Linked DNA regions of Mus musculus: region 1 is linked to region 2. Evidence: chromatin contacts called from public promoter capture Hi-C data. All regions are on one chromosome and are shown on one strand. The core of a region is the stretch at or near the end of the contact, and the rest is flanking DNA. Distances in the headings are between cores, read along the strand shown.

The links. Promoter capture Hi-C pulls out the DNA fragments that hold promoters and counts their contacts.
Region 1: a contact with region 2 is called in a promoter capture Hi-C map of second pharyngeal arch cranial neural crest. The contact joins the promoter of A930016O22Rik here to the promoter of Rtn2 in region 2. A contact is called at or near these places in 6 of 39 promoter capture datasets (the C10 cell line, cranial neural crest, embryonic stem cells and 3 more), 5 of 115 datasets of contacts at active chromatin or transcription factors (effector CD8 T cells and embryonic stem cells) and 2 of 9 other capture datasets (adipose tissue and liver).

What each region holds. Positions count from the first base shown.
Region 1 is chr7:19,419,969-19,422,804 of GRCm38.p6, reverse strand. It overlaps A930016O22Rik (RIKEN cDNA A930016O22 gene), which reads left to right and starts at 1,388. Exons shown (of 2, transcript NR_073015.1): 1 at 1,388-1,648. Ckm (creatine kinase, muscle) reads right to left here. Exons shown (of 8, transcript NM_007710.2): 7 at 2,509-2,698; 8 at 1,222-1,597. The coding sequence ends at 1,419.
Region 2 is chr7:19,281,303-19,284,185 of GRCm38.p6, reverse strand. Rtn2 (reticulon 2 (Z-band associated protein)) reads right to left here and starts at 1,562. Exons shown (of 10, transcript NM_013648.6): 1 at 1,321-1,562. The coding sequence starts at 1,354.

The DNA of each region.
Region 1 (2,836 bases), core at 139-2,638, 140 kb before region 2:
AAAACTGGCAGATCTCTGAGTTCAAGGCTAGCCTAGTCTACGTAGTGAGTTCCAGGACAACAATGACATGTAGAGAGACCCTGTCTCAAAAACAAAACAACAAAAACCAAAAAACACTCAAGGTTTTTCTTGGCTACATAGTGTTTGAGGGCTAACCTGGTCTACGTGAGATCCTGACCTGGAAGGATCACCAACTGCAGATGGGAACTGTGGCCTATTTTTAAAACATTATTTCACTTGATGTAGTATCTGTGAAAGGGAACACTTTTGTCAAGAGAACTCAGTTTTGAGAGTTGGTTCTACTGCCTTGTCACAAGTTCTGGGACCAAACACGTCAGGTTAGTGCAGGATCCGTTTTTCGCCTGGTGAGCCGCCTCTACCGACTGCCGGCTAAGCTGGGCATGGTGGATCTGCCTGCCATTCCAGAATTCAGGAGGCAGATTCAGGAGGTTAATGTAAGTTTGAGGCCAGCCTGGGCTACATAGTAAGTTTGAGGCCAACCTAAAGTATATAGGGATAGCCCGTGTTTAACAAGGGTAAAGGAGATGACTGAGTGGATGACAGCCCTGTTTTACGCTATCAAGAGAACTTAAGTTTGGGTCATCATTATCCAAGTAAATGACAGGCATGGGTATGCGCCTGTGACCCCAGCATGTGGACAGAAACAGGCTGACCCTGGGTCCTGGGTGACCCTTCACTTAGCTGAGACAGTGAGTGTCAGGTTCAGCGAAGAGACTGTCAAAACAGGTGGATGCCAGGTGTGGTAGCACATGCCCTTAGACCCAGCATTCAATAGGCAGAGATAGATGGATCTCTATGAGTTCGAGACCAGCTTGGTCTACATAGTGAGTTCCAGGACAGCCAGGGCTGCATAAAAATAATAATAATAATAATAATAATAATAATAATTTGAGAATAACAGAGGAAGACACCCACAGCCCTCGTCTAGCCTGTCACAAGTGTGTGTACCTGTGCATACCTGTGCCAAGCATGGTGGCGCACACCTCTAATCCCAGAAGTTGAAAAGCAGAGGATTAGAAATTCAAGACTATCCTCAGCTACATAGGGAATTCAGGGCCAGCCTTAGCTACAAGAGCAGCTGTCTCAAAACAGCAATAACTTAGCAGTTAGAAAGGACGGAAGACAGACAGGACGCCAAGTGAGACGCATAAGAGGTAAGTCCCCGCTCCTCCTCCCTCAGTAGCTGGCACACTCACAGCTAAGGCCATCACGGACTTTTATTTAAGGCAGGGCATGGAGAAGCAGCCGGCGCTCCGGAGCGCCTGAGAAGCAGGTGGGCGGGGCTCCGGAGAGGCAGGTTCTCATTGGCCAGAACCCAGAGGACAGAGCCCAATGATTGGACTTCCAGGAGGCGGGGCACCAGCGCACACTGCAGGCTGGTGCGCCACGCCCTGCGCCTACTTCTGCGCGGGGATCATGTCGTCGATGGACTGGCCCTTTTCCAGCTTCTTCTCCATCTCCACCATAAGCTTCACGCCATCCACCACCAGCTGCACCTGTTCGACTTCGGATGAGCCCAGCCGATCGGCGTTGGAGATGTCGAACACGGCGCCCACCGCAGCCGTGTCCACGCCACCTGCGCGGGAGCAAACGCCACAGAGGCATTGGACAGGGAGCAGAGGTGCAGGTACGACCCTGTGCCCAAGTGCAAACGTCTCGGAAAGTTGCTGTTCACAAGTCACCAGTTATTGATATTAGGCCCTGTATGCCTGGATGTTAGGGTGAGGTCTCAGCTCAACAAGAAATTATAGCACAGGCCAGCGAAATAGCTGAGTGAGTAAAGATGCTTTTTGCTAAACCTGACATCCGGGTTCAATTTTCAGGGCTCACGTGGTGGAAGGCAGGAACTGACTTTAGAAAGTTGTCCTCTGACATCCATGCAAGTGTCGTGAAGTGGGAGTGCTCTCTCTCACACAGACAAATTTAATTTTAAAAATATACCGGAGCCGGGCGTGGTGGCGCACGCCTTTAATCCCAGCACTTGGGAGGCAGAGGCAGGTGGATCTCTGAGTTTGAGGCCAGCCTGGTCTACAGAGTGAGTTCCAGGACAGCCAGGGCTATACAGAGAAACCCTGTCTCAAAAACCCAAAAAAAAAAAAAAAAAAAAAAAAAAAAAAATACCGGGCAATGGTGATGCACATTTTAAATCCCAGCACTCGGGAGACAGAGGCAGGAGGATTTCTGTGAGTTCGAGGGCATCCTGGTCTACAGAGTGAATTCCAGGAAAGCCAGGGCTACTCAGAGAAACTCTGTCTCGAAAAACAAAACAAACAAACAAAAAAACCAAGATTGTCAGCCTGCGGTCAAACTGACCCCATTCCATTTACAGGTAGAGAATCTGAGCCGCCAATAGAGGATCGGGGATGTACGTAAAATACACATCAAATACTCTTAATCCCGGAACTTGCAGGGACACCCCTCCTCGGTAGATCCCTCCCCAGACGCCGCGGGGCGGGGCGGGGCGGGGCGGGGCGGGGCGGGCCGCACCTGTGCCGCGCTTCTGCAGACGAAGGCGAGTGAGAATCTCCTCAAACTTGGGGTGCTTGCTCAGGTTCGCCAGCTTCACGTGCACGCCTCCGCGCAGCCCGGTGCCCAGGTTGGAGGGGCAGGTGAGCACGTAGCCCAGGTGCTCGTTCCACATGAAGGGGTGACCAGCCTTCTTGAAGATCTCCTCAATCTGAGAAAGGGAGAGGACACCAGGAATTGGACTCCAAAGGCAGTCTGGGGTGTGTGTGTGTGTGTGTGTGTGTGTGTGTGTGTGTGTGTGTGAGGGACCAGGTGTTAGGACATAGGTGGGGGTAGGCGCGTGAGAGTG
Region 2 (2,883 bases), core at 313-2,812:
CCAGCACTCGGGAGGCAGAGGCAGGCGGATTTCTGAGTTCGAGGCCAGCCTGGTCTACAAAGTGAGCTCCAAGACAGCCAGGGATATACAGAGAAACCCTGTCTCGAAAAAACCAAAAACAAAAACAAAAACAAAAAACCAAAAACAAAAAAACATCAAGTCAAACAAGGTAAGGGGGATGGAGTTCCTCTTGACACAGAATAGTCCCCAAAGCTTTTCTGATGGCATCAGACCTCAGATGCCTCGGGTTCTGCCTTCCAGACAGAGGGGAAGGTCAGTACAAAGTTTTTGAGGTAGGCACTGTGATTGGGACAGGAACAGAGGGGTGTGAAGGTGTGAATGGAGGAAGGGGGCAGATTATAGATAAGGACAAGAGAGGTGGGGCTGGCTGGGGACAGGCCTGCAGGGTCTCCCCCTGGTGATTTCAGCTGAAGACGAGATCTTTGGGCGCTAGGAGGAGGGGAATGAAACTAAAAATGTCCGAGTGGCACATTCTCAGAACTTGGGCATCTGGATACCCAAGACGTGCAAGTGGCTAGATCTGCTAGCGTCGGCATCCCCAGCTGTCAGAACTACCCTGTGTGGGACGCACGGGTAAACACCGACTGCCAGAGCCGATGTCTCAGAGTGGAGCAGGATGACACAAGGGGCTTGGAACCAGGAAGCCAGCCCCTGGAGCTAGCTTAGGGGCTCTTCACACAAGAGAGCCTCGACAGCCTTCGAAAATGGAAACCCTACCCCGCACCTCCGTCTCATTTCCTCACCTGGGCAACCAGAGGCCTGAAGAGGAGTGTGATCTTCTGCAGGGTTACTACTGAGTGGAAAAGCCCGCTAAAGACTCAGACTTGGAACGAAGCCAGGGATGACTGTTTTCTTAGGACAGGGGTCGGACACCCAGGGTGATATTGGGAGTGCCTTCTGGGCAGATCATGAGGGTGAGATGCAAAATGTGTGCCGAGGGGAGTCGGATCCTTCTATTTCATCCTGACTCAACCCGTCAGCTGAGGCCAGCACCAGGGCCGGGGACAGCTCCCCACGAGCTTGCTCCTTCTCACACTGGGCGGGGCGACCCAATCCAGCGCCCAGCGCGCACCCCCAACACGCGATCTCGATGACCCCCCCTCCACCCCATTGCACCGGGTCCTCCGGGTCAGGATGCCCCAGTTGCCTCCAAAGCGCGGGGGGGAGGGGAAGGATTCCTTTGTCTCCTTCCCGGCTTCCCGGCTCTCCCTCGAGCCCGCTCGCGGAAGATGGAGACCCTAGGAGGACCCCACGCGGTTTTCTGTGCCCCACACCAGGCCGGAGCCTCTCCATACTCACTGCAGTGGGCGAAGACCGGCAGGACCTGCCCCATGGCCCCCCTCGGGCCTGCATCGGGACCCCCGCCCACTCCGGCCGCGCCGCCCTGGGCCTGGGGCCACGGGCGCTCATCTCCGCCGCGTCGACGACGCCGCCGCCATCCTCCCGGGCTGCTTTAGCAGCCGCCGCCGCCACCGCCGCCACCGCCGCCGCCCTCTGCTCCACTCCGCGGGGGAGGGCGGGGCCGCAGAGGAGCAAGCACTGCAGCGCGGGGGCCTGGGGCGGGGCCTAGAATTGAAGGCGGGGCTTGAGGACCTGGAGGGAGGGACCTCCGTTTTAATGGGAGGCGTCTGGGTTTCGGAGAGCGGGGCCTTTAGGAATGGGGCGGGGCTTGAGCGGTGTGCAGCGCGGGAGAGAGTGCCCAGAATATGCATACTCCGATGTAAGGGTGTTGGGGCAGTTTTAGAGATGGCACTGAGAGAGGGTGGGATATGATGTTCTGGGGTAGAGTCTGAGGCTAGACTTGGAGATGGCGTGGAAAAAGGGGGTGGGGAAAAGAACTAAAACTTAAAACTTATTTTCTGCCAGGCTATGGTGGTGTACACCTTTACCGGCGCTTGGGAGGCAGAGGCAGACAGATCTCTGTGAGTTCAAGGCCAGCCTGGTTTACAGAGCGAGTTCCAGGACAGCCAGAAACCCTGTCTCAAAACAAATAAACAAAACTCGTTTTTTTCTTTTTTAAAAAAAGGTTTGTTTATTTATTTTATGTATGTGAGTACACTGTAGCTGTCTTCAGACACACCAGAAGAGGGCATCAGATCCCAGTACAGATGGTTGTGAGCCACCATGTGGTTGCTGGGAATTGAACTCTAGACCTCTGGAAGAGCAGACAGTGCTCTTAACCACTGAGCTGTCTATCCACCCCTCCCCAACTTATTTTCTTTAAAGATTTGTTTGTTTGTTTATTATGTACAGTGTTCTGCCTGTATATATGCCTGTATGCCAGAAGAGGGCGCCAGATCCTCTCATTGTATATGGTTGTGAGCCACCATGTGATTTCTGGGAATTGAACTCAGGGCCATCTCTCCAGCCCTAACATTTAGTTTTACAATTATTTGTGTGTGTGTGTGTGTGTGTGTGTGTGTGTGTGTGTGTGTGTGTGTATCCTGTGGAGCATATAAGCAGGTCACTCTGCTCCAGTCACACGTTCATACCCAGCAAGCTTACTCTTCAGAGTAGGAGCTTTGGGAAGTTTCCGTTCATTCATCCTTTCAATAGTCGTCTATAGAGCATGTGTGGTAAGACAGGTACGTAGGCCCCAGCGGGATACCGATAAACAAGTGAGACAAAACTCCTATTCTATCCTGCCTCTGCCATATCATCAACACCTCTTATGGGCAGTTGTGGCCAGCACCAGGTCCCAGAATTCCCTCTTTCTACCATGTGGGTTTGGGGGATGGAATTCAGGTCACCAGGCAAAGGGCTTTTACTCCATTGAGCCTCCTTGCCCAACCCAAAGCACTCAAAACTTTTAAGGCTCAGAGAGGAGCTTAGACATGGGTGGGGTTGAGGCAACAGCATAGA